3 separate regions of the Sus scrofa genome follow, and all the other regions are linked to region 1. A link is a contact called in public HiChIP or PLAC-seq data. All regions are on one chromosome and are shown on one strand. Each heading gives the region's core, a stretch centred on a gene start, on an enhancer-like site or on the middle of the called end of the contact. The rest is flanking DNA. Distances are from core to core; before and after follow the strand shown.

Region 1 (2,700 bases), core at 84-2,583:
CAAATTTTAATTAAGTAGTTAAAACAAATAAAACCATGAAATGAGAAGCAAATATGGACGGATGTTACAAATAATTGGGCTGGAGAATAATTTTTGAAACTGCAACAAAAGAAAAAATAATACTACATATTTTTTAAATGAATGTTACCTCTGACCTCATTTGTACATTTATCCTAAAACAACAATCAGGCAAATCCTTTTGGCAGAACTGTCTACCTTGTGACGAACTGGAAACAATCTACATGTTCATCAGTAGGGCTTGGTTGAACTGAAATACGATGGTATACTATGAAGTCCATAAAAGCGATAATATATCTCTGTATATACTGATACACCAAAATGTTACTGTCACTGAGTGGTAGGTTGGAGGATGACTGTCACTTTAAAAAGTGTTGTACTTTTTATGCTGTCTTGAATGTGAAGGAGAATGCTTTTATAATGGGGGTGAGGGGCGGAAACAAGCTATTTTCAAAGTGGGTGTCCCCCCAAAGCTGAGTACTTATCTGGCAAAATTTGTACGGTGTATAAACAAAATTCTTATCATGCCAACCAGGCATGCTTCTTTCCTCGCACCGCGCAGAGCAGGAAGACACACCCCTGACCCTGCGCTCGCCCCCAGGGTGTGGGTCCTTCAACCTCAGCCCCGGCCCTCCCAGGGTCCCCGCCGAACCGCCCGCGGCCCGACTGCGCCAGCGGGCTCACAAGGGCCGGAAAAATCGTGTTCCTCGGGGCCCGGCCTGGACCAGCGCGGCGGGGAAGGTGAGCGCAGCTGGCCGACAGCCGCGGGCGGCGTGAGGGCCGCGTCCCCAGGCAGTCCCGGCGGACCCCGGGACTCACAGGCCGCCGTCTCTCCTTGGACTGCTCGGCGGGCTTCCGGGAGTGGGTCCGGCGCTGGCCGGACCTCCCTGGCCCTGGTGGCCCGAGGGAGCGCCCCCCTGCCCCGCGTCCGCTGGCTCCCCGCCGCGCCCCCGATCCCAGGCACGACCCGGGAGGGCCCTCCAGGCTTCCGTCCGCCCGGCCAGCGCCCCCAGAGCCCGGCGTCCTCCACATCGGACGGGCAAGGGGCGGGAGCCGACAGCCCTGCGGCCCCGAGCGGAGTGGCGCCCCGAGAGCTCGTCCAGTCGCCAGCCCCACCTGCGGCCCACCGCCTACCCGCCCTCCGCCCCCAACCCCGAGCCCGCCCGCCCGCCTGCCTGCACCAGGCAGCGCCCGCTCGCGCCCGCTCCTCACCTGCGACGCGCCCCGGCCCCTAGCGCACCGCCCGGACCGGCTGTGTACACCGGAAGTGACGTCTCTGTGCCGGCCCCGCCCCCGCCCCAGGCGGACGCCGAATGGCTGTGCACTGAGCGGCTGGCAGCCGACTCTCCCCCACCCACTGCGCGAGCGGGGCGGGGGCGGCCCTGCACCTTCTACCCTAGGGACCGAAGACCTCCAAGTGGGACAGCCAGGGTGGGGGTTGAGGACGCGCGGCCAGAGCCTGCAGGGCCACCCTCGTCCTCCAGTACGGCTTGGCCTCTGGGCGGAAGGGATCAGCTGCGTTCTCACAGATTTATTGTCGAAACTGATTACTGAAAAATTGAGCGCTTGCTAGATGCCAGGTCTCGACAGGCACTGTAGGAACCAGATAATGCCCTCACCCTCATACGTTTATCCTCTAGGGGTGGAAACACAATAAAATTGTTATAGCTACGCTTGATGATATAGTGCCAATTGCGACAAGTGGTAGGAGGGGAAAGTGAAAGAGGGAGGGAGAGAGTCCCCTGACCTAGTGAACGAGGGTGTTCAGGGAATGCTTCCCTCAGGAAAAGAGCAGAAGAGAGCAGGTCCTAAAAGGGAGAAGAAGAAGAAGAAGGGAAAAAAAAAAAAAAAAAAAAAAAAACTAACTTGGACTTTCCTTTGTGGCTCAGGGGGTTAAGAATCTGACTAATATCCATGGGGACGTGGGATCAATCCCTGGCCTCCCTCTGTGGGTAAGGATCCAGCATTGTGTTGAGCTTCGATGTAGGTTGCAGCCGCCAATTGGATCTGGCAGTTGGGGGGGCTGTGGCATAGGCCTGCAACTGCAGCTCTGATTCAACCCCTAGCCTGGGAACTTCCACATGCCTCGAATGTGGCCCCAAAAAGACAAAAACAAACAAACAAACAAACAAAAAACCAAAACGAACAACTTGAAGAAGCAGGGAGTGAAGGGACATTATGGCAAAATAACATCAAGTGTCTTTAGTGGCTTTGTGTTCAAGAAACTAAGGTGGTGAGAAAGTCTTAACTGAGAGCAAGGGATGATTTTACCAAAGCTGTGGGTTTACTTGGGCTGCAATGTGGGCAAGGACTAGAAAGAAGATGGAAATTCGTATGCCTTTGTTCAATAGCAACAATATTCATAAAAATCAAAAGGGTGAAGCAACTCGTGCTCACTGATGTATGAACAGATAAACAAAATGTGGTCTATCCATACAATGGACTATTATTCAGCCTTAAAAAGAAGGGAATTCTGGAGTTCCCATTGTGGCTCAGCAGGTCAAGAACCGAACTAACATTCATGAGGATGTGCGTTCGATCCCTGGCCCCACTCAGTGGGTTAAAGGATCTGGCGTTGGTATGAGCTATAGTGTAGGCTGCAGACACAGCTTGGCTCCAATGAGGCTTGGCTGTGGCTGGCAGCTACAGCTCCAATTTGACCCCTAACCTGGGGAACTTCTA
Region 2 (2,722 bases), core at 137-2,636, 81 kb before region 1:
ACGTGCTGAATATGTTGGGCCCACCCACATCTCAGGACCTTAGCTCTCGTCACCTTTGCCCAGACTACTCCCCACTGAGCTGCTTCCTACCATTCGGGTCTCCACTGCCCATCCAGGGCACCTCCACCAAGAGGCCTTTTCTGAGAGGGGGAACCTGGCAGAGAGTTAAATGGTGAAACTGATACTTGTAAAGCCTTCCTAAGGAGGCAGCAAGCCCTCGCAACATGATTTTGGCTGGTGAAGAAAGAGAGCCATGAGAATGTGAGGTGGCCAACCTCAGAAACACTGGAAAAAGTGAGCAACAAGGCAAGCTCTGGAGGAAGTGGGAAGGACAGGGAGTGTGGGGTTGGTAGATGCAAACTATTACACTTAGCATGGATAAGCAGTGAGGTCCTACTGCATAACACAGGGAACTATAGCCAATCTCTTGGGGCAGAACATGATGGAAGACAGGATGGGAAAAACAATGTATATATATGTATGACTGGGTCACTATGCTGTACAGCAGAAATTGTCACAACACTATAAGTCAACTTACTCTAATAAAAAAAAAAGCTTGCTTATAAAAACCAACCAAACAAACAAACAAACAAAACATATGGGTAACCAGAACCTACTATATAGCACAGGGTAATCTACTCAATACTGGATGATAACCCATGTGGGAAAAGAATCTGAAAAAGAATGATTTACTTTGCTGTACACCTGAAACTAACACAATTTTCTAAGTCAACTATACTCAAATGAAATTTATTTAAAAACAAACAAACAAACAAGGTAAGCTCTGCCAGTGCCCAACCAGACCCTGGTCACCTGTGAGGGACTCCTGGCCAGCGGACCTGGCCGAGGTTCATGCACCCAATTCTCTCAACCTGGAATCAACGGTCACCTGGACACACTTGCTATATGTTCCCAACTCAACTTCTGTTTGTGATCTGGCTGGTTACAGGTTTGCCCACTAGGAGAGCATCTTCTGGTCATGCAGAAAGGAGTACTATAATTCCTGGCAATCATTTTTCTTTCTAAAAATCAACAAATCGGCATTTTTATTTTATTCATCAGTCTTGAGAGTTGATCAATAAAATCCCCTTAAGAGACTAAATCCCTTCTTTTGACAAATCGCCGGGACTGGTTTGAAAGCCTTTATCCTTTCTTAGATAAAAGCCAAGTCCCTCAGGGACACTGCAAGTCCCAGCTTCTCTTTCAGTCTCCACCACCACCTAGTGTATCTCCAGCCATGCGGCTTTACTCCGCAGGCCTTTGCATTTGCTGTTCCTTCTACCTGGAATGCTTTGGGGAAAGCACCTGCTCTCTGCATGGCTGGCTCCTCTCAAATGTCACATCGTCAAAGAGACCCTTCGTGACTGACCTCCTCATCCAAAATAGCCTCCTCCTGCCAGCTCTACCCCAGTTATTCTCTATCACATGATGTCATTCTACTCTCACTCCCCTCAGCCGCTTGCCAGTGTTTGAACTTAACTCATATAGCTTATCAGCTGTCCCCTCCCCGACCCCCATGCCATTGTGAAGCCAGCTCTGTTAGGGACAGGGACCCTGTCTGTCCTACTCATGGTTAAATTCCCAGAGCCTAGAACTGTGCCTGCCACATAGTAGGTACTCAGTAAATATTTGCTGAAAGAAAGAATGGGTAAACAGCTTAAATACGACAGGTAAAAAAAAAAAAAAAAAAAAATCTAGATAAAGTATTACTCTCTTTGGGGAAAAAAATAAAACATCTGGGAATTCCTTCATGGCTCAGTGGGTTAAGGATCTGGCATTATCACTGCTGTGGCTCTGGTTACAGCTGTGGCTGTGGCGCAGGTTCTGGTTACAGCTGTGGCTGTGGTGCAGGTTCAATCCCTGGTCCAGGAACTTCTGCATGCCATGAGTGTGGCCAAAAAAGAAACCAAAAAACAAAAAACATCTGGCAGCTAGTCACTTCATTTTATTAAAAGCAAAGCATATAATAAATTCTTGACTAGCTTTGCTAATAATTTCATTTTTTCCAAAATGGAGTAAAGCAATCATTTCTTTTTGAGTTCTTCTCAATAAGCACATATTTTGTAATGTGAAACATAAAACATGAAAACTTTGTATTTTTTATCAAAAGTAGCCAGCAGAGGGAGCCACTCCAAGTAATCACAGTCTATGAAGTCTTTTCAAGGAGGTGCAAGAAATGACAAAGGAAATCAATCACATAGGGAGAGTTTCGGAAGTCTGCAGTGTTAACCGTTTAGAACTAGCTGTTTATAGTCACTCAGTTATCCAAGAGTTCAAAATATCATCTTTAAAATGAGAATCCTGGTTAAGTTGAATACTTTTCAATAAGAACCTGAATTAGAAAACAAATGAAGAACTGAGGAACACGGAGTTCCCATTGTGGTTCAGTGGTAACAACCCCAGATAGTATCCATGAGGATGTGGGTTCAATCCTTGGCCTGGATCAGTGGGTTAAGGATCCGGTGTTGCCGTGAGCTGTGGTGTAGGTCACAGATGCGGCTCGGATCCCACGTTGCTGTGGCTGTGGTGTATAGACTGGCAGCTGTAGCTCTGATTGGACCCCTAGCCTGGGAACCTCCATATATCTCAGGAGCGGCCCTAAAAAAATAAAAAAATAAAAATAAAAACAGAATTCAGTAACACAAAAGTCTTACCAAAAAAAGAAAGCTTTTAATCTACTGTTTGATAGGAATGAAGATATGTATATAAATTAACATTGTAC
Region 3 (2,801 bases), core at 144-2,643, 99 kb before region 1:
TTTCTTTTTAATGGCCGCATGGGGGTGTTCCTGGCCCAGGGATCGAATTTAAGCTGAGGCTGCGGCAATACTGGATCCTTTAACTCACAGCACCGGGGCTGGGGATCGAACCCACTCCGCAGCGACCCCAGCCACTGCAGTTGGATTTGGATTTTGGATTTGGGGGGGGGGGGTGTCGGTGAACCTGCGACACATGTAAATTCCCAGGCTAGGGGTCAAATCAGAGCTGCTGGCCTATGCCACAGCCATTGCCATTGCCACATCAGATCCAAGCTATATCTGTGACCGGGCAACACCTGATCCTTAACCACTGAGTGGGGGCCAGGATTGAACCCGAGTCCTCATGGATACTAGTCGGGTGTGTTACCGCCGAACCACAACAGGAACTCCCTTGAGCCTTGTTCTTAATCACAACCCTGTCCTGCCTGCCACTTTCTGACTCTTCAGCTTTAGGAAAAATGTGCAGCAAAGTGTGGGCAGTCCCTCCTTTCCCTCCCCACCATCCCAGCCCTGTTTTAACATCAATTGGGCCTTAATGATATTGCATCTGATGTTTGGGTAGAATTTTACAAGTGGAATTGGCCAAGAATGGCACCTCTAACAGGACAGCAGCAAGGGCAAAGGCAGAGGCAGGAGAATTCAACCACGGGATTAACACTGGCGTCCTTGACTAGATCTAAGGATCTATGTAGGGCAGTGGGGAGGAAGCCACCAGGAAAGGTGCACTGGTGGCAGTGTGATCGGACATTGGAGTATGGGGTGTGTGTGGGGTCTGTGGTTTGGAAAAATATTAAGGTAATTTTATATTCTGACAAAAGCTACACCTGTATTTCTACCACCATCACCATACTCAGCACCATATGCTATATCAAGCCCTGCGTGCAAACCGCACATTTTAGGGGTCATAATCCGAGGGAAGGGAAGCTTGGAGGCTTCAAGAGGCTGACAACCACAATCAAAAATAAATCTGGCTCAGAAAATTCAAGAGACTGCTCCAGTGGCAGGCACCTTCAAGTGCCTCATTAAGATGGCATCACCTGGGAGAGAGAAATGGATCGAAGGGTAAACTTAAGTCAGGGCTTAAATCGGGGCGGCTGGACAGGGGTTAGGCAGGACCTGGAGACTAAGGGATAACACCGGGACAAGGGCAAAGGAGGTTCAGGGACAGGGCGGCAGAAGTTCTGAGGCCCAAATTTGAAGGAGGTTATGTGTGGGGCGATACACGCTGACGGATTTTCGCGAGCTGTTCCAGGGAGGCGCACCCACAGAGGGTGCTGAGTCAGAGTTACCAGGAAAGCGCGAAGAATCGCGGTTCGCGAGAACTCCGCGGATCTTCCGGCGCTGTCCCCTGCTCTCCCGAGGGGCGGCGCGCACGTGTCTACGCAGGGAAGGCGGGATCCTAACAGGTAGTGGGGGGAAGGGGGTGCGCACGCGTGTGCGTGCGGGCTTGCACGTCCAAGGGCGCACGTATGCGCATGTCTCCGCGCCGGGAGGGGCGAGGGCAGCTGACCGGAGACTAGCAGACGCCTTTACCCGCACGTCTGGGATGGACGTGTGCGCGCATGTGCGCATAGTCCGGGTGGGGCGGTCTGCGCGTGCGCGGGCGAGGAGCACCGGGGACGAGGAAGCGAGCGCCCCCTGGAGGCTCGCAGCGCGTACTGCGTCGTAGTATTTGTCTGCTCAAACAAATGGGAGCCTGACAAGTCACATTGTTCACATACATGGCTTTTTGGCAGTCGAGGAGCTGGCCTTTGGAAGGGTATGTTTCTTCTTTGTCTCCAGATCAGGAAGTAGATCACAAGAGGGGTCACACAGTTCACAGAGGGCCATCCTTTCACAGCACCACGGTTGGGATGCAGTGTTTCAGCTAGTCCGAGAGCTGGAAACCCCACTGTCCCAGGATCCCCCAGGTGGAAAAGTAAGGTCAGCGGCTTAATAAGGACCTCCCCTGCCTGTGTGTTCTGCTTTATTTCTCAGCTAAGCCAAAGCCCCCAAGGACTCTCCTGAGGTTCAGGTGAACATCTGTCCTGCTTCCATCCCCACCCACCTGGCATGGAGCTGAGGCTATGGGACTTCTCTTCTGTCCCCACCACTGTGGTGAATCAGAAATTGGTGAAGAACCATCATGTACTAGTTTTTTTTATTTGTTTTTGTCTTTTTGCCATTTCTTGGGCCGCTCCCGCGGCACATGGAGGTTCCTAGGCTAGGGGTCGAATCGGGGCTGTAGCCGCCGGCCTACCCCAGAGCCACAGCAACATGGGATCCGAGCCGCGTCTGCAACCTACACCACAGCTCACGGCAACGCCGGATCGTTAACCCACTGAGCAAAGGCAGGGACCGAACCTGCAACCTCATGATTCCTAGTCGGATTCGTTAACCACTGCGCCACGACGGGAACTCCTTTTTTTTTTTTTTTTAAGGTACTAGTTTTAAATAGTTTGAATAAAATGTATTTTTCTGTCTAGAATGTTAGTTTTTATTTAAAAAATCTTTTTTTGGCCGCACCTGCAGCATGTGGAAGTTTCCAGGACAAGGACTGAACCAGTGCCACAGCAGTGACATTGCGGGATCCTTAACCAACTGTGCCACCTGGAAACTCCTCTGTGAGCATTTTAATATGAACTTCCAGCGTATTCCTTAGCATACTCATGCAACACGGCTTTACTAAGCAGCCTTGTCCTGAGGTGTACTAAGAAGGCTCTGGGACTTAGTCCTTATAGTCGGCTTCTGGGCATCTCAGCAGAAAGAAGCCTGCGTGGTACTTATACTGGTAGGTTATATATTAATGCCTCCTTACTCCA

Evidence for each region. HiChIP or PLAC-seq counts read pairs in DNA pulled down with a chosen protein or histone mark.
Region 2: an H3K27ac HiChIP or PLAC-seq map of skeletal muscle shows a contact between it and region 1. The contact joins the enhancer-like site here to the promoter of KIAA0355 in region 1. A contact is called at or near these places in 2 of 5 promoter capture datasets (fetal liver and liver), 22 of 47 Hi-C or Micro-C datasets (adipose tissue, alveolar macrophages, embryonic fibroblasts and 11 more) and 2 of 2 datasets of contacts at active chromatin or transcription factors (alveolar macrophages and skeletal muscle).
Region 3: a contact with region 1 is called in an H3K27ac HiChIP or PLAC-seq map of alveolar macrophages. The contact joins the enhancer-like site here to the promoter of KIAA0355 in region 1. A contact is called at or near these places in 1 of 5 promoter capture datasets (liver), 3 of 47 Hi-C or Micro-C datasets (embryonic fibroblasts, fetal heart ventricle and subcutaneous adipose tissue) and 2 of 2 datasets of contacts at active chromatin or transcription factors (alveolar macrophages and skeletal muscle).

The regions. Positions count from the first base shown.
Region 1 is chr6:43,932,337-43,935,036 of Sscrofa11.1, reverse strand. KIAA0355 reads right to left here and starts at 1,333. Exons shown (of 14, transcript XM_021094321.1): 1 at 1,231-1,333.
Region 2 is chr6:44,013,570-44,016,291 of Sscrofa11.1, reverse strand. The region is part of intron 8 of KIAA0355; the gene reads right to left. Among named protein-coding and RNA genes, the nearest start is that of GPI, 23 kb to the left of the region's middle. Within about 2 kb of position 1,386, at least 3 of the 83 cell types and tissues checked have an H3K27ac peak or open chromatin away from gene starts, as enhancers often do. A contact at or near this core is called in skeletal muscle, where this site is marked.
Region 3 is chr6:44,031,248-44,034,048 of Sscrofa11.1, reverse strand. No RefSeq gene overlaps it. Among named protein-coding and RNA genes, the nearest start is that of GPI, 5.7 kb to the left of the region's middle. Within about 2 kb of position 1,393, at least 68 of the 83 cell types and tissues checked have an H3K27ac peak or open chromatin away from gene starts, as enhancers often do. A contact at or near this core is called in alveolar macrophages, embryonic fibroblasts, liver and 2 more, where this site is marked.